Linked DNA regions of Mus musculus: regions 2, 3, 4, 5 and 6 are each linked to region 1. The links are chromatin contacts, called in public Hi-C, HiCAR-type and promoter capture Hi-C maps. All regions are on one chromosome and are shown on one strand. The core of a region is the stretch at or near the end of the contact, and the rest is flanking DNA. Distances in the headings are between cores, read along the strand shown.

Region 1 (2,855 bases), core at 96-2,595:
ACCGTAAACAAAAAAACAAAGTACATTTCAGGAACTTCAAATAATTTCTGCAGGAACTGGCCAGGTGCAGTATTAAAGTCCATTAGCCCACTTAAGCTGCTATAACAAAATACCAGAGACTAGCTTATAAATAACAAACTTATTTCTCTGTTGTGGTGGCACTGACAAATTAGGTGTCTAGTGAAAACCGATTTCCCCGGTCCCCAGATGGAGTCTCTGGACTGCACTCTCACCTAGAGAAGGCAGGTAGCTCCAGGGAGCCAGGGCACTACTCCCATTTAATTACCTTCAAAAAGCCCCCACCTTCTAAACCCACCACACCGAGGACTAGTTTTGTAACTATAAACTGGACAGGGTGAAGATGGGGTACAACGGAGACTCCGTGTGCTCACTATGTCTGCTTCTTGACAGAAAAGCCTAGAGCTGAGGAAGTTGTCTTTTTAGAACCTGAAGTGGATCACCCAGAATCATGAACTTCAAATTCTGACTTCTCTAGTGGTAGTCAACAGAGGCTAAGATTTTCTAAGAGTTCCCTAAACAAGGCTAAATGGCTACTCGGAGGGTGTGACACAAAAGTAGGAACCCACAGTAATTACGTTTTTTCAAATACAATTTCTATACACTCATCCGTTTCTGAGACAGGATTTCACTATGTGGGTCCCGGTAGCCTGGAACTCACTATGTTCCCACGGCTGTCCTCAAAGTCACTGACTTCCAGCTTCCGCAGCTCGAGTGCTGAAATTATAGATGTGGGTCACCATATCTAACTCCTAACTACAGTTAAAAGTCATGCTGATTGGTAAACTGATCTATCTTGAACACAGAAATCCTTACCGTCTCTACTATTTAGCTTTCTCCCCCCTCCCCCCAAATTTTCAAATAAACTTGACATAAATGGTGTCCCGCACCTCCCGCCCCCGACTTTGCGTTGCAAGACTAGAGGATCTGGTAACCACCTACTACCCACGTTCTGCTGACTTCGCGCACTCTCTCTCTCTCACCCTCCTGTACAATCCACATCCTCCAAAAACCTTTTCGCCCATGCAGTCACACTCCCGCCGCCTTAGTCCCTCTTTAAGCCTCTAGCGCCATCCCGGAAACCGGGTGGGTCCCCTAGAGCCGGCCTGCAGCCAGCGACCAACAAATACAGGCCTTAAGGACTGTATTTACACAAAGCACTTAAAACCAAGGGCAGACTCACTTCAAAAGTATAAACTGCGATCTCACGGCTTCGAACTCGGACGACCAGCGAATACCGACCAGGACAGTACCGGGTTAGGTCGGGTAGGGCACTGAGATGATCCGGAACAACCTCTTTCCAGCCACTTCCGCCATGTGGCTGAGCATTTATAGTGGACTACATTTCCCAGAAGGCGGTGCTACTTCTAGAGTCTGCAGGAGAGTTTCAGTGTGCGAGAGAGGAAGTAGAGATCTGTTGAAACTAGAGAACGGACGATTAGTTTTCTAAAGGGGGAATTTCCCAAGGATCCAAGGCTTGAAGTCTCTGAAACTTAAGCAGTTTCGGCTCTGTGGTGGGGGTGGATCTTTACTCCAGCTACAGAAGCGAGGCAAGAACCCGAGCAAGTGATCCAGCTCAGGACTACATTTCCCAGAAGACATCACAGACCGCGTTCTCGGTAAAGAACTCATCCTGCTATTGACAGTCGGATATATGAGGGCTCTTAAGAGCTTCTCCAGTGTGGTGTTCCAAGCTCCCTGAAGGAATGAGACAAGGCTGTTAGGACTGGGAACGACTGGATAGGGCAAAGATCGCCCTATCTTTACTGGAATATTTAGTCTACTTACCACTCGATAGCCACAAATTTAAATGTGCTGCATTAGCCTGGGTTGAGCATTGCATGTTTGTAATCCCAGCACTCAGGAGGCAGAAGCAGGAGAATCAAGAGTTTTAATGCCCGCCTCGGTTACATAACAAGTTTGAAGCCATGGTTACCTAACGACCTGTGTCCATAAAGGAAAATAAACAGAGAGATGGTTCAGTTCTTAAGAGCATCGTCTGTTCTGTTCCAAGCACTTATGTTGGGCCAATCATGAACATTTATGTTGGATCAAATTTTATGGAATTCCATATGTATGTATGTATATGTATATATATATATATATATATATATATTCTCACTCATATAATGAGAATTCAATGTCGATCATACTGGCTTCAAACTCTGGCCCATGTCTCTGCCTTCTGTTTGCTATGATTAAAAGTATGCATCACTGTGCCTCAAGTCTTGGTGGATTTTGTTATTGTTGGTTGATTTTGTTGTTGTGGAAGCAGAGTTTTATTAGGAAGACTGTCTCCGGGGGGAAGAGAGAGAGAGAGAGAGAGAGAGAGAGAGAGAGAGAGAGAGAGAGAGAGAGAGAGAGAGAGAGAGAGAGAGAGAAGAGAATATCTCGCTCACAAGATCTAGGTTTACCGGCAGCCTGAAACCCAGATTCCGCTTTTTGGATTTCTAGGTTCCTGGTCTTTCCGGGACCTCCTGGGACCCTTTCTAGACAGAATTCCCAGAGGAATTCTCCGTGAATCGGCTTAGAGCAGATGTTGTGGCAGGGGTTACACGAAGGAGGATTTGGTGCCCTGGCTTGTTTTTCCCACAAGGCACTGCGGCTTGGACTCCTCGGTTTGAACTACATTTCCCAGAAAACAACGGGTGCAAGCAATTTACAGTTCAGCCCCAGTCCCCAAACACCCCGCAGGGTTCTCAGTGCTCGGCAAAATGAATTCAACCTAAATCCAAGGGCGGTGACAGGAGGAGGGCTCTAAACAAATGTTTCAAATTTGGAGTTCCTGATTTGGACATGGAGAAGCCGCCAGTTGTTACTGGAATGTAGGCCTGTGG
Region 2 (2,855 bases), core at 136-2,635, 1.4 Mb after region 1:
CCAGAATCAAGGAGGCAGCCTATCCTAGGATCCCTGTGCCCCTCAGAGTCCCATGTATATGTGCCCATAGAGACCAGAAGAGGGCCTGAGACACCGAGGAGCTGGAATCATGGAGTGACAGGCAACTATGAACTTCCCCAAACAGGAAGCAAGGTCAGACAGGTCCACTGTTCTCACAGTGGTCATTCCATCTTCTCTTTGGATCAAATTTGTCCAATACCTAGGACCAGTCTATCCAGAAGCTCCCCGAGTGGCAGGCCTAGAGCCACCTCCATCACTGGTGTTGGCCCAATTCACAACACAGGGTACACACACCAATCGTTCAAATAAACTGACAGACTGTCCTTTTTAGTCACCTGACAGACTTGGATTAGACTAAGCACGGGGGTCTAGTGGCATTAACATCAACACTACCATTAGAATGCATTGTCTGCAAGGTATGATATTCCTTCTTACATGTACCAAAACTCATACAACAATGAGTTCTGGGTTGCAAAAGAGGATTTGTTCTTGCACTTGTTTTCCAGTTTTTGCCCACTAGTTCAACAAAAACCCATACAAGTGCTACCAATGTTAGACTTCAGAGGACTCCTATTGTATTTTTCAAGGTTCCACGTTGTAGCCCCATGCTGACCTAAACGGCGGCGCTTTGGATTCGTAACTCGTAGTATGCTATCCTCCAAGGAGCTAGGAGTATACACATGAGCTGTAAACTCATACTTCTAGACCAGAAATCGTCAATTAGGTCGGATACACTGTGCTATTCTCCTGGCCACGGGCCCCTCGCATCTGGAGAGCTTCGAGGTTATAGAATAGGCCACGTTTTCATGTATTTTACCAGCTCCGACTTCATCTTTCCCGAGCCCAGGTTAAGGTCTACCGCGAGGTAAGCCATCCTCCTTCCCCCACCTCAACTCCCTATCATCCCGGGGCCTTCCCTTCCGTCTCGCCACCCGGACGCCCATGCCCGACCCCAACACCTTGTACTGCAGCGTGCGCGGCTCGATCATCTCCAGGGGACGTCCGTTCACCTTGATGAGCCCATTTCCCCGTTTGCAGTGGGCCACAGCCGTGGCTGTTTTCTGTGAAGGGCGAGGGAGACGGCGGGGCCGTGTGAGCGCGGGACCCTGGCTCAGCGGGCCCCAGCTCATCATGTCACCCAGCCAGGGCCTTCTCACCCCCCTCCCCACCCCCACCTCTTTCTATGCCGCCCCTGGCACACCTTGCGTCCGAAGACCTGCACGGACTGCAGCGGACCCTTGGACGGCATAGCTCCGAGCACAAGCACGAGCTCCACACCGCGCAGCGCCGCGACCGGAAAAGGGAAGCGCGGGGCCAACCCAGCCGATTTTTCAGGGTCTGCGCAGGCGCATTGAGTGCTACGTCACGACAGAAGCGGGCTTTACGGCTGACGTCGAAGCCTGAGAGGGGACGTGTGAATTGCGGCGGGAACGCCTTCAGGCAAGGGAGGGGGCGGTGTCGGAGGGGAAGGGGCGGAGCTGTGCGGGACCCGGAGGGTGGGGACTCCGTCCAGAACTCGGAAGATGGGGCTGGCCTCCTTTTTCCATTGCTTTTCCGCAGCCTTGGTCTTGACTTTCGGCCAGTTCTTATAGACATTCCTGCTCTTCGATGCTCTCCTTCGGCGCTTCTCCAGGCCGATTCTCACCCTCTTCCTCCCACCCTTTCCCAGGATCCCCATCCCATCGGAGTCTTCCCGCATCCACTATGCTAAGTCAAGCTGGCTTTTCAGAATCTTGCCTCCAGAACCCTCTTTCCTAGCCCTTACGATCCCCCGTCGCGAATCAGCCTTTCACCAGAATTGCCTTCCTCTTCTTCCCAGGAAACCTGACCCCTTAAAAGCCCTTTCCAGCGCTCTCCTAAATAAACTTCTCTTGCCTTCTGGTTGTGCCTTATATACGTTTTTTTTCCTCACAGACTCGGGCCTTCGCCTGCTTTCGCTGCCAAAATTAACTACCTCTTTGGTGGCTCCTCTCCCCAGCAACTGCTCCAGGGACATTGTTCTCCCAGCTTGACCCTCCCCTAGAGAACTACCCTCAGGACCTGTCTTCAGGGCAGTTATCTTAGATCATTATCCAGAATCCTCCAAGTAGCCTTGTTTTAAGATTTAATACTTTTTTCGAGGGCAGGTTCCCGAGGGAGGCCTCCAATCTCCTTGGAAATGTAGTTACAGGGTGTCTGAGCCACACCCAACTTGTGTACCTGTAACCAAACTCAGGTCCTCTCTAGGAAAAGCAGTTAGTGCTTTTAACCACCATCTTTCCAACTTCCAAGTGACCGTAATGCTCCTCTAAACCCTCCGCTCTATGTGTTTACTCCACAGAATTCTCCAGCCTACCAACCTGAGGAAAACCAGCTTTTAACTTTTCCATAGTACCCACCCCAGAATTGTTCTAAGTCACTGGGCAACAGCTTCTCAGGATTGCCTCAGTTTCTCTTGCAGCACAGGGTGTGGAGGACATTAAGGGATGTGGAGACATTTGGAAGGCAGAGTTGTCAACAAAAAGACTAGGTATGGTCATGTGCACCTGTAACACTAACACTTGGAAGGAGGAGGAAGGGTCAGGAGGAATCCCGACGCCATCCTCTCCTCATTATGAATATCTGGCCAGCCTGGGCTACATGTGACCCTGCTTCAGAAAGAAAAGAAACTAGCTAGCGAAATGCCCAAGCCTGAGGGCCCGAGTTTGGTTCCTGGGACTCACAGAGTAGAAGGAGAGAACAAACTCCTGCAGGCTGTCTTCCAAGCTCCACATGTGCACGCGCATACACAGACACACACTTGAATGTAATAAGATGGAAGACACACAGTGGATCTCTGGATTAAAGGTCAGTGC
Region 3 (2,855 bases), core at 177-2,676, 1.3 Mb after region 1:
CCCTCCTTGGGATTGGTCACAAACTCCCACAACCTCAATTACCATCTCTAATGATCCTTAAATCCTGGTCTCCAGCCTCAATTTGTGCCCGAGGTGGGGCAATGGTCTTGACCTCAGTGTTGGCTGTCCCACATTGAGCTTCTCCTCTGGGACCCAATCTCCCAGAGGGCTTTGTCCTGGACTTTTCTCTTCCGCCCTGTGGCCAGCCAGTGGCAAAAGGCTAGTTCAATGGGCCACCTGAGTGTCCCGCCTACTTCGCACCTCCTCCCTCCCCAAGGTCCCTTCCAGATGCAACCCCGCCCCAACTCCCCAGGTAGCTCCCTGGGTTCTCTCTTCTGTGTCTCATTCCTTCTCACCCCACTTCCCTATGTAAGCTAGAGGCGTCCCTTCCAAACTCCCAAGTCCCCAAGACCTTACTGGCCCCGTCACTCTAGTCGCTGTGCCTTTAGCACAAGTGCATACTCCCTCCAGTGGCCAAACATCTAGCCGCAGCTCATTTCCTACCACTCCCTGTCGTAAATTCGACACTCCACCCTGACTGTATTTCTTGGAGTTCTCGGAACAAGCCACGTTGCTGTCACCCTTCTGGAGAGCCGGCCCCTTTCCAGTCAGTTCACCCCAGCGCAGGACAGTTTGTGGATGGACTAAGATCACGACAAGAGTGATGGAAGCAATCTCCATTTATTGACAGCCTCTTATGTGTGGGGTCTTATCTCTTTCCACCCTTAAAGGGTCGACCTCGCTCATCTTGAGGTGTCACTTGAGGCGCGGCCGATCGATACCAGGAGCCAGGAGGCAGCATTGTCATCCCAAAGGGCGATGGTACTACCGGACACAAACCCTGGGCGGGGTGTGACCGAGGGGCGGAGAGGAGGGGGTCCTTGAACGCCAGAATGAGGAATTGTGACTGGGTTCGCCGCTACTGAGTTAGACCGGCGCGAGACTGCCCCCTGCGGGTCCGTAGGTCCAATCGCGGGCTTCGCCAGACCGTTGCCCGGGGCAACGCGGCGCGCGCCCCTCCTCTTCCCGGCCCTCTGCTCTCCGCCCGGGGCCTGTCCGTCTGTCCGTCACCTTCTCGTCAGACCAATCGTAGTGAGGAGGGGGCGGGCCTCTCAGGCCTCCTTCCAGCCCTGTCGCTCCCCTCCAGGCCAAGACCCCGCCTTTCTTGCCGCACACCTCCCACCCTTCGGTCTGCCCTCGCCGCCAGTTGGCTGGGCTCACCGTCTGTCAATAGGGTGTGAGCTAATGCTGGCGCACAGTGGCCCTCCGGGGCGGGGCCAGGGGCGGTGACGCACGGCGCGGTGACGCAGCGCGACGGCGGCGGCGGCGGCGGCGGCGGTGGTCGGTGCGGGAGGAGGGAGGGGAGCTCTCGGGCCAGAGAGGGGGCGACGGCGGCGGCGGCGGCGGCGGCAGCGGCGCGGGTGGCGGCGGCTGCCCGAGGAGGTGCGGGTGGCGGCGGCGGCGGCGGAGGCCGAGGCGGTGAGTCTCGGGCAAGGCCGGGCCGGCGGGCGCGGGGCGGCGGCGGTCGAGGCGCGCGGCGCTCCCCTCAGGGCGACCCAGGCCGCGCGGCCGGCCCCGCCCCCTCAGGGACCCCGCGCCGCGGGCTGCGGCGGGCGGCTGACTCGGGCCTCGGGAGGCCGGAGGATCCTGGAGGACCCCTTAGGGTTCCGCACTCAGCCCGTTTCTCCCTACCCGGGCCCCTTCCTCAGTTTCCCTCCCAAACCGTCACGCCCTGGGGCTAGCCGAGGGGCCGGGCCCGGGGACTTCTGTCCTGACTCGGCACACATCTGCCTGGTCCTCCCGCACGACTCCAGCGGCCTCCCCGGAGACCACCCTCAGCTTTCAACTGCCTCCTCTGGGGACGCTCCCTGTGGATCCCCGCCCTTTGGTCCTTGGTTCTCTCCTCACATCTTCCTCCTGAATCGCAACACATTCCTTGGTGGCTACTCGTCATCTGTCTTCACAGCACAGATATTCCAGGCATCTCCCCCAGGAAGAACCTTAAAGCCCCTAAACCGCCCCCAGATACTCTCTGCATCTAACCCCCCCCCCATCTGCATCACATATTCAAGTCATCTCTCCTTCAGACTTCTTCAAATACCCCCAAGAATTTACCCTTCTACCTCTCCCCATTCCAAAAGTCTTAGAGATTTTCACTCTTATCCCCAAATTCTTCAGGATGTCCCTGGTGAACACTACATCATCCTTAAAGAGCTTGCATATCCCAGAACAGTCGTCCTCAGATACTCAGGAAGTGCTCTTAGATGCCAAAACTCACCTAGAGGACCCTCTCCTCTCCTCTCTTTGCTTCCACCTCCTATATACGCCCTGTCCTCTTCTCATATTTCTTAGACCCTTCTATAGATTTCCAAACTCATGTTACACAAATATTCCCCAGCTTGGAATGCTCTAGAGGTAATCTCATGTACCCCAGCCCTTTTCTCCTCAGCCTCTACACCTTCTAATCTTGAAAATCTCCAGAGTTCCTCTCATATTCCCAAAACCTCTTCCAAAGCCTGTCTTCTGTATCCCAAATCCTTTCCAGTAACACACACCACATGTTTTAAGAATAGTGTACGGACTCCAAAAAAGTTTCCTCATAGCCTCTATTCTTCTCAAACTTTTCTTGGATAACCTGAAAATTTGAAACTCCCTTTCTAGCCTTTGGTAAACTTTCTGACACTCTTCCTTACAATACTGAAACACCCCTCTAAGCTACAGCTTTCAGGACCCCCATGCATCACAGAACTTAGTAACCCTGAGATGGCCTTTAGTTCTTTCTTTTTCTCAGACTTTCTTATTAAAAGACTTTTCTAGCTATCTCTTCCTCAGAATCTCCCCCACCCCCAATTCTC
Region 4 (2,855 bases), core at 144-2,643, 1.1 Mb after region 1:
ATTGTTTAAAATCAGATTTGCGCAGAGGCAGGCTCTGAGTTCGAGGCCAGCCTGGTCTACAGAACGAGTTCCAGGACCGCCAGGGCTACTGGCGAAAAACAGAACAAAACAAAACAAAACAAACCACTAAAATCAGATTTGTGTTATTTATACTTCCAAGACAGGGAGTGGAATAAACTGAAGAAATGAACTCAGAAGAACAAACGTTACACGGAAAGGAATAAACACAGCTGAAATGCATCAATGTAGCTAAGTCAGGAAACAGCCTGAGACCCTGAAGCACGCATTCTGCAAAGGGGCTGCCAGCCAGAGTGATCCAGCCGCGGCCCAGGGCCTACATGTTGGTCTGGGCTGGCTATTTCTTTTCCCCCTTTTCGGTTGGCTATTTGGGACATGGGTAGAGCTGCGAGAGGGGGTGCTGGGAGAACCTTTTCTTCTTTTTTTTTTTTAAATTTGATTTTAAATAAAAAGTAAGATGTTATTGTTGCGCAAGTGTTTGATGTGTATGCGTGTTAGTGTGTGGGTCAGAGGACAACACGTGGGTCTCCATTCTCGCCTTTAACTCTGAGTCTTGAGAATCACCAGGAGGCTTGGCGGCAGGCACTTTTTCCTGCCACCATCGACCCGGTAGACCTAGTTCCATAAAAACAAAGTATGTATGAAACGTGGGAAATGAAGCCCACTACTTTGTATGCTATCTTAAATGTTAGTAAAAAATAGTAGGGTGTGGCTGCGCACGGGTTTAGTCCCAGTACTGAAGAGGAAGAGGCAGGGGGATCTCTGAGTACAAGGCCAGGCTGGGCTACATAGCAAGGCCAGTCAGAGGTACAAAAGAAAAGAAAAAGAAAAACCACACACACACACACACACACACACACACACACACACACGGAATGTAAAGTCTTCTCAGTGGGACTTGTAGCTTTGCAACTTGCACGTGTACAGCTAGCTCAGTGTAAGAGTGCACTGCATAAGGGAAGAGTCTGGGAAACGATGTACAGACTCCTGGAGACTGCGTCCCTGGGGTGGGGTGGGTTGGGGGCGGGGAGGGGCACACAGAGCCAGTGGAGAGACTCCTCCATTCTCCAGACTGCTCCAGCCGCTGGTTTGGACACGACCCTCGAGTCCCATCCCAGGTCCGTACCTGTCCGGGAGCTCACCGGGCGGCCTGCTCTGAGTTGGCGGGGAAGATCCAATCCCTACCCGGCGCTGGAGGCAGTCGAAGAGTAACCCGAGGTCCGGGAAGTCAGCCCCGTGATCTGGGGTCCTAGTGGACCGTCTTCTTCTATGCTCAGGATCCCGGGGCCACCGGGCAACGTTGCAGCCTGAGTGAGCCCGGCCCAGGGCCGCCGAGCTAGGCCGCCTGTCCCTGAAACGTGGCTGCCAATCCCCTGGTGGACACCCCGGGCACCTCCCCTGCCCCCTTCCCTGAGACCCGCCCCGCCCCACTCTTCCGCCCCAGGCAGCTTTTCCTAACACCGTCGTCAGGGTAAATTCTTTGGTCCCTAGCGAAAGGCTCAGCTGTGGCTCTGACCGCAGATTTGAAACCAGAGAATGAAAGCAGAGACAGGATCGGTTCTTGGAAGCAGAATCCGTCTTTAGCAGAACCGTTCAACACGCGGGCTCCGCAGCAATCGCTACTCAGCTGTTCAGCTTAAGCGAACCCTTCCCCTCCAGGAAGATCAGCGACGCCCCCCCCCCATGACTCCTTAAATTTATTTATTTACTTATATATTCACTACCACCACCACCCATCTCCCACCCACTATGTAGCTATCCAGGAACACTATGTAGATCAGGCTGGCCTGAAACTCACAAAGATCCCCCTGCCTCTGCCTCTTGAGTGATAGGCTCCAAGGCAGATAACAGTACTTCTCAGCTATTGTTATTATTTTAGATGTATTATTTATTTTCATTTTGTGTGTGTACTGGGTGGTTTTGTGTGTTAACTTGACACAACTAAGAGTCATCGGGGAGGAAGGGGCCTCCGTTAAGAAAATGTCTCCATGAGATCCAGCTGTAGGGCATTTTCTCAATTAGTGATTGATTGGGGGGGGGGAGCAACCCATTATGAGCGGTGCTGTCCCTGGACTGGTAGTCCTGGGTTGTATAAGAAAGCAGGCTGAGCAAGCCATAAGGAGCAACCTTCCACTGCTTCTGCATCATCTCCTGCCTCCAGGTCCCTGTTCTGTCTGGGTTCCTGTCCTGACTTCTTTCAATAATGAACAGCAATGTGGAAGTATGAGCCAAATAAGCTCTTTCCTCCCCAACTTGTTTTTTGGTAACGGTGTTTCATTGTAGCAATAGAAACCCTAACCAAGACAATGTATATGAGTGTTTGCCTTCCTGTGCCTATGTGAACCACATGCATGCAGTATCCACAGAGGCAGGCAGGGGTGCTGTGAGCCTTGGAGTTACAAATGGCTGTGAGCTATTGCAGAAACCAGACTCAGGTTCTCTGTAAAAAAAACAGTCAACGCTCTTAACCACTGAGCCATCTCTCCAGTCTTTTCCAGGGTCTTTGTCAATCACTTTTCATTATTTATCTATGTACTTATTTATTTTTTTATGTGTTTTTATTGTGTGTAGGTGCAACACATGCATGGGAGTGTCGTTGCATGTGTGTGGGTCAGAGGTCATCTTTCCTTCAGCGGTGGGTTCTGGGGATTGAACTCGGGTGTCGGGCAGGCTCCGTCATATACTGAGCCATCTTGCTAGGCATACACTTTATTTTTCTGGAACAGGGTCTCTCAAACAATCTGGAAGTCCCAGGGATCCTTTTGTCTTTCACTGAGTCAGGGCTGTGGTGACTGATGTGGCCACACTTTGCTTTTTATAAGCGTGTTAGGGAGCCA
Region 5 (2,855 bases), core at 255-2,754, 1.0 Mb after region 1:
TTTTCTCCTACCACCAGGAAATTGAACTCCGGTTATCAGGTTTGGCAGGAAGTGCCCTATTTGGCTTAGCCACCAGTGCTTACTGGTGAAAAACTAAACATGACAAAAACTTGAAATATGGCTAAAGTGATTGACAATGACTGGTGGTGTGAGAGTCTGTAGTGACCTGAATGAGAAATGTCCCCCATATCCTGACATTTGAACATGGTCAAATGATCAGTGGCTGGTGATGTTTGGGGAGGCTTAGGAGGCGTGGCCTTGCTGGAGGAAATATGTTCCTGGAGGTGGGCTTTGAGAGCTTAAAGCCTCGTCCTGCATCTAGTTTGAGGTCTGTGCTTCATGATTGTGGTTAAAGATGTGTGCTGTCAGCTTACTGCTCTGTGACCTGCTGCTATTCTGCCATTCCCTACCAAGCCCAAAATAAATCCTTCTGTAAGTTGCTTTGTTCATGGTGTTTTATCAAGGCAACAGAGTTGGGAAGATTCATCTATTACATTCGGAATTCACTACCGGCATGGAGACCCCCAATTTTAGTTCCCTATAAGGTAGAATTATGGCGCATAGTCTTAACCTCTGGATCATAAATACATGAACAGATATACCTTAAATATCTGTTTAGCAGGTATTTATCCATTCAACTCCATCAGGATGTTTATAGCAGGATGCAAAGCTCTGTCTCCAAAATTCCCTCTGATTCACACCTCCCTCCTCATTTTTCTTTGTGGCCTAAGGGTGAGCCCGGCACGAAGTTTGAGTACAGAAGACAATGGTATTTAGGTTCTGGGAGTACAGTAGATACCAACTGTCGAATTATGAAATGCATGCAAAAGGGCATGTAGGTCACAGAAGGCATCCACGACGTTCAATAGGGCCTCAGTTCTCCCTAGATCATTGGCACCTAAGTGGGTGTCATGCACAAGACATTGCCTAACTTGGGAAGGAACCCAAATTCCTGTTGAGTAGTTTTTCCCACAACTGGAATGCATCTGGTAAACCCAGTTCTGTAAAGCATCCTGCTCCCTCAGGGCGCAAGCGCACTCACAATCGCAGGCAGGTCGGCCGGCCGCAGCTCCCCCTTGCGGAGCTCCAGGGAGCGCGCGGCTTTTTCTGGGCATGCGCACACCGACTCCATGTCCAAGTAGGGAAGCTCGCTGTAGCCCTCTCGTGCGTGTTCGTACAGGAGGTTCCGGACTCGTTTCTCCGTAGCGAAACTCCTCCTTGGGTTCTGGCTGCACACGCAGCGTCCTCGGGACCGGAGCCCCTGGCGAGCCAGGAAAGGCCACCAAAGCCGCGCCATGGACGCAGCCATCTTGGAGTGGAAACAAGAAGTCACTCATCATGGACGAGCCAATCAGACGCGCAAGGAGATTTCCCGCCCAGGCTTCAGAATCCCTTCCAATGAGGAAAATGGAACTCAGCTAGAATCTGTTATTGTCCAATCGTCATCCTTGTCCCGTCCCTTCAGTGACGCAGGAAAGATCTAGCCAATCACTAAGGAGGAACCCCGGAAGGGGCTGGAGGTAGGGGTTGGCGTGTGTGCGACCCCGCTAGGTTGGTGAGGTGGGTGCAGTTATCTGTGATCCAGATCTCTCCTCTCTCCTCAGTTTCCCCTTCCAGTATCCGGGCAAGGGCGGTTGGGTCCTTGGGGGCCTACTCAGAAGGAGACTGAATTTGCGAGGGGACTTTCTGTTTTAGAGGAGATTCTAGAAGGCTCTGAGAGTGGGTTTCTGGTCCCAACCTCCTTTCTGAATGTCTTCTCTCCTAATACAGGGACGCTGCAGGCGGCGAGATGTCCTGGCCCGGCCTTCTTTATGGCCTCACCACGTCCCTCAGTCGTGGTAAGTGAGCATGGGCCACAGGGACGAGGACAGCTCCCTGGCATTTGCGTGTTTTTGCCAGATTTCGGATGGTATCATCTTTAAGCACGGTGCCTTTTCTATTTTGGAGACAGGGTTTCACTGTAGTCCAGGTCAACTTCCAAATCACTTTGTAGACAGGATGGCCTTGACCTCCTGACTACCGCTTCAATCTCCCAAGTTCTGGAGTTACAGGCGTTTTCTACCACGCTCCCGGCTCAGGGGGCAGGAGGTGGGAAGGTCCTGTGTTCTTAGAGTTTAAGTCAGTCTTAGTCATGGCTCCCCTGCATCGATAGCGGTGAATCCCTGAGATTGCATTGCCTGGTGATATTCTGTCTTAGTTTGTGTAAGTGCACTCTCGATGTCCGTGTAACAATCATACCAACAAATGCTCCTTTCTTGGCATGTCTCCCTGCTTAGGTGTCTCTCAGTAGTGTTTATTCCTTCAGTGTTTATTGATCACCCCCTACAGGTGAGAAGGCCAAGCTAAGAAGTTTAGTGGTGGCGCACACCTTTAATCCCAGCACTCGGGAGGCAGGCAGATTTCTGAGTTCGAGGCCAGGCTGGTCTACAAAGTGAGTTCCAGGACAGCCAGGGCTACACAGAGAAACCCTGTCTCAAAAAACCAAAAAAAAAAAAAAAAAAAGAAGAAGAAGAAGTTTAGTTATTCATTCACGTGCTATTTTTCTAATTCTAAGACGGGCCACCCATTGGAGGACAACTTTTATGTTCCTAGACATTGCCCAGACATCAGGTTTGTACACAGTGTTCTGAGGGAGGCAGGCATTGGGTATTCCATTCACATGGTATTTCGAGACAGGGTTTCTCTGTGTAGCCCTGGCTGTCCTGGAACTCACTCTGTAGACCAGGCTGGCCTCGAACTTAGAAATCCGCCTGCCTCTGCCTCCGGAGTGCTGGGATTAAAGAGCAGTCAGTGCTCTTACCCTCTGAGCCATCTCGCCAGCCCGCAACCAGTGCTCTTAACCACTGAGGTATCTT
Region 6 (2,855 bases), core at 164-2,663, 1.0 Mb after region 1:
ACCCAGCTTCGATACTTTTATAACGTGCCCTATAGGGTCCTTTCCCCCACCTCATAGGATCTGAGTTTGCGGATTGAACTGGAAAACCGTCTCTTTCAGGTCCAGCACAAATGAGGTTCAGAAGGGGCTGAGGATGGGATGGGCAACAGTAGGAAACGAGGACGATATGGAAGGGAACCAGGGGTTGAGGCTATACATTTTCCTTGACAGTCCCAAGAAGCCACCATTCTCCCAGGAGATTGTACTAATCCCCAGATGGGCTTGGGGATCAGGGCCATAAGCCAAGGGCCCTTGGGTAAAAGCCTTCCCTTGCCACCTCCCCCCAGTGCGGCACGTGGAACCAAGTCTCTCCTTCCCTCCACCCCTTCCCCATCTCACCTGAGCCTCCTGCACCTTCCCTGCCTGGGTCTCCAGAGGGTCAGAGGCTGGGGAGGAGGGGAGCAGACGTGGTTACAGTGCGGGGAAAGAGTTAAGCAGAAGGGCTCACAATGGTGGAGGACAAGAGGACCCACCAACCTAATTATTTCAGAGTCAGGGATGGTAGTAAAACTATCGGAGATGGGAAAAGGCATATTTTAGAGTGGAGGTATGTGTGACGTGAAAAGGCTGAGGAGGGGAATCTTTAGGAGGAGAAAGCAGGCGAGACTGGACTGAAGGAAGGTTTCAGAGTTAAGCAGGATATGGTAGCATGTGCGAGTCGAGAGAATGAGGGAGGGCTAAGTTTTTCAAGAGACGTAAGTAGGGATACTTCTGCTGAGAGTTGAGTGTGGGAGAGGAGATGCAGTGAAGGTAGGAGGTTTAGGAGAGGCACAAGAACTGAAGGAATGAGATAGTAAGGGGCCACAGGGGTCCCCGGAACCCATCCTACAGTTGCCCTTAACAACAGACAACCTTAGCAACCGGGATAGTGGTAACTTTGGTCCTTAGCAACGAGGGTCCTCAGCAGCCAAAGTACGAGAAATGCGATCATTAAGAACTTGACAATCGGACCCTTACATTTCACAATCCAGAAACCAACCAACCTAGTAATACGGACCACTTAGCAACACCCCTCCGAATCCCACTCCCTTCAGGTAGATCCTGTCTCCCGCCCCACCGAGCCTACCCTCGGGCCCCGGGGCCTGCAGCCCAAAGCCAGGCCCCGGCGCGGCCCGACCCTCCCACCCTCCCAACAGGGCCCCTAACTCACGGTCCGGCTCGGCCATGGGAACGGGGTGGGGGCCCTCGGGACTGTCACCGACTGCTCTGTCCCGTGACGGCAGCGGAAACAAGAAGAGGCCGAGATAGGATAGAGAACTACAACTCCCGGCAGGCAATGCGATCCCCATAACCGCTTTCGTACAATGTGCCTCTCATGTTATCAAACTACAAATCCCAAAAAGCCTGGCGCCGGCGGCCATATTGATAAAGGGCGTCTGGAAAATGTGGGGAAACTCAGCGAGCGAATGTCCACCTCATTTTTCTGATTGGCTGTGGTGCAGTACAGGGGCGGGGTGTAGCTATTTAAAACATTTTGATTGGGTATATGAGGGGGCGTGTTGGGGAATTCCCGATAGGGCGGAAGCACTGGAGCTCATCGCAGAGCCCAGCGACAGGCAGGCGACCACAGGGGGCCACCCGAGGTGGCTGGGGCCATGGCCGGGGTCGCGTGCTTGGGGAAAACTGCGGATGCCGATGAATGGTGCGACAGCGGCCTGGGCTCTCTAGGTCCCGACGCAGCGGCTCCCGGAGGACCAGGTCTGGGCGCAGAGCTTGGCCCAGAGCTGTCGTGGGCGCCCTTAGTCTTTGGCTACGTCACTGAGGATGGGGACACGTGAGTAAACCTTAAATTACTAGACTGAGCCCTGGGATCTTACCTGAGTCCCCTTTAGCCTACGATTCCTGTGACTTCGTATCGTCTCGTTCCTAACTCTTGATTTCCGATGCTGGACTTCCTGGCCCTTAACCCCCAAACACTAAATTGTGAGACTGGTACGCTTTCACACAGTCAAGTGTCTCACCTTTTTTGAACTCTATAAATTTGAGCTCCTGATCCCCAAATCGGATCTGAACCTTTCCGACCACTCTAGTTCCCACATCTTCTTACCTCTTACTTCCAGATGTAGTCTTTGGTCTTTGGCTATTCTTGTATAAGCCAGATTTTGATTTCAAAACTAGTTCTTGGCCCTGAGTCTCTGAAGCTGACACGTCCAGTATTGACCCTGCAGTTAAGAAATTGAGCTGGTGGGTGTCATGGCTCTCACAGCACTTGGAAGGCAAAGGCAGGTGGATCTCTGTGAATTTGAGGCCACCTGATTGAGTTCCCTGCCAGCCAGAGCTACATAAGATGTAGAAACTCTATTCTATGAGGCTAGATTCATCTGTTAGCCAAATGCTTCTCCCAAACTACCACCTTCCAATCCCTGGTTTTAGTTTAGCTGAGTGTGATGGTACACACTTGTCATTCTGGCACTCGAGGGGCTGAGGCAGGAGGATCACTAGTCCGAGGACAGCCTGGAAGGACCCAGTATCAAAAAGGAGGGAAGAGGAAAAGGAGGAGAGGGTGACTGAAAAAAGGTTAAAGAGTAGGAAATGTTGATTAGTAGATAAGCTGGGGAGAAGGGATGGTTGTGGTGACGGCGTGCATTAAGGGATTGTACCCGGGATTTTCTTGTCCTTTGTGCTTATTGCGTATGCCCAGTGACTCAGTGCCTGACCCATGAGGGGAACCCAACAAACACTCATCTTAAAGAGCCAGGAGTAGTTGCCTTAGTTTTCACTTTCTACTTTGTTGGTTCCTGTTCCTTTATTATTTCCCTCTGGTTACTTTGGGTCTGGTTTTTGTGCTTTCTTTATCCTCCCCCTTCCTTTCTCGA

What was found. Promoter capture Hi-C pulls out the DNA fragments that hold promoters and counts their contacts. A called contact is a pair of places that touch in the nucleus more often than the background predicts. HiCAR-type assays count read pairs that join an accessible place to other places. Capture Hi-C pulls out chosen DNA fragments and counts their contacts.
Region 2: a promoter capture Hi-C map of neural stem cells shows a contact between it and region 1. The contact joins the promoter of Rps16 here to the promoter of Zfp84 in region 1. A contact is called at or near these places in 2 of 39 promoter capture datasets (liver and neural stem cells) and 1 of 115 datasets of contacts at active chromatin or transcription factors (pancreatic cancer cells).
Region 3: a HiCAR-type map of astrocytes shows a contact between it and region 1, with 2.4 times the contacts expected there. The contact joins the promoter of Samd4b here to the promoter of Zfp84 in region 1. A contact is called at or near these places in 1 of 39 promoter capture datasets (liver) and 2 of 115 datasets of contacts at active chromatin or transcription factors (astrocytes and large pre-B cells).
Region 4: a promoter capture Hi-C map of second pharyngeal arch cranial neural crest shows a contact between it and region 1. The contact joins the promoter of Fbxo17 here to the promoter of Zfp84 in region 1. A contact is called at or near these places in 5 of 39 promoter capture datasets (cranial neural crest, liver, maxillary cranial neural crest and 2 more).
Region 5: a Hi-C map of B cells shows a contact between it and region 1, with 8 read pairs. The contact joins the promoter of Mrps12 here to the promoter of Zfp84 in region 1. A contact is called at or near these places in 3 of 39 promoter capture datasets (embryonic stem cells, hippocampal neurons and liver), 1 of 484 Hi-C or Micro-C datasets (B cells) and 1 of 9 other capture datasets (liver).
Region 6: a promoter capture Hi-C map of pancreatic islet shows a contact between it and region 1, with 4 times the contacts expected there. The contact joins the promoter of Nfkbib here to the promoter of Zfp84 in region 1. A contact is called at or near these places in 3 of 39 promoter capture datasets (liver and pre-B cells), 1 of 484 Hi-C or Micro-C datasets (B cells) and 1 of 9 other capture datasets (pancreatic islet).

What each region holds. Positions count from the first base shown.
Region 1 is chr7:29,767,042-29,769,896 of GRCm38.p6, reverse strand. Zfp84 (zinc finger protein 84) reads right to left here and starts at 1,345. Exons shown (of 5, transcript NM_023750.2): 1 at 1,202-1,345. Gm38983 (a long non-coding RNA gene) reads left to right here and starts at 1,644. Exons shown (of 2, transcript XR_881933.3): 1 at 1,644-2,843.
Region 2 is chr7:28,349,219-28,352,073 of GRCm38.p6, reverse strand. Rps16 (ribosomal protein S16) reads right to left here and starts at 1,385. Exons shown (of 5, transcript NM_013647.2): 1 at 1,223-1,385; 2 at 981-1,082. The coding sequence starts at 1,270. AF357399 (snoRNA AF357399) reads right to left here and starts at 534; the gene lies at 441-534.
Region 3 is chr7:28,434,762-28,437,616 of GRCm38.p6, reverse strand. Samd4b (sterile alpha motif domain containing 4B) reads left to right here and starts at 1,426. Exons shown (of 13, transcript NM_175021.3): 1 at 1,426-1,479. It also overlaps a transcript of Gmfg not described here.
Region 4 is chr7:28,715,328-28,718,182 of GRCm38.p6, reverse strand. It overlaps Fbxo17 (F-box protein 17), which reads right to left and starts at 1,393. Exons shown (of 7, transcript NM_015796.2): 1 at 1,145-1,393.
Region 5 is chr7:28,740,470-28,743,324 of GRCm38.p6, reverse strand. It overlaps Mrps12 (mitochondrial ribosomal protein S12), which reads left to right and starts at 1,504. Exons shown (of 3, transcript NM_011885.5): 1 at 1,504-1,560; 2 at 1,771-1,838. The coding sequence starts at 1,790. Sars2 (seryl-aminoacyl-tRNA synthetase 2) reads right to left here and starts at 1,357. Exons shown (of 16, transcript NM_023637.3): 1 at 1,043-1,357. The coding sequence starts at 1,309.
Region 6 is chr7:28,765,202-28,768,056 of GRCm38.p6, reverse strand. It overlaps Nfkbib (nuclear factor of kappa light polypeptide gene enhancer in B cells inhibitor, beta), which reads left to right and starts at 1,413. Exons shown (of 6, transcript NM_001306222.1): 1 at 1,413-1,813. The coding sequence starts at 1,635. It overlaps Sirt2 (sirtuin 2), which reads right to left and starts at 1,305. Exons shown (of 16, transcript NM_022432.4): 1 at 1,190-1,305; 2 at 379-425. The coding sequence starts at 1,205.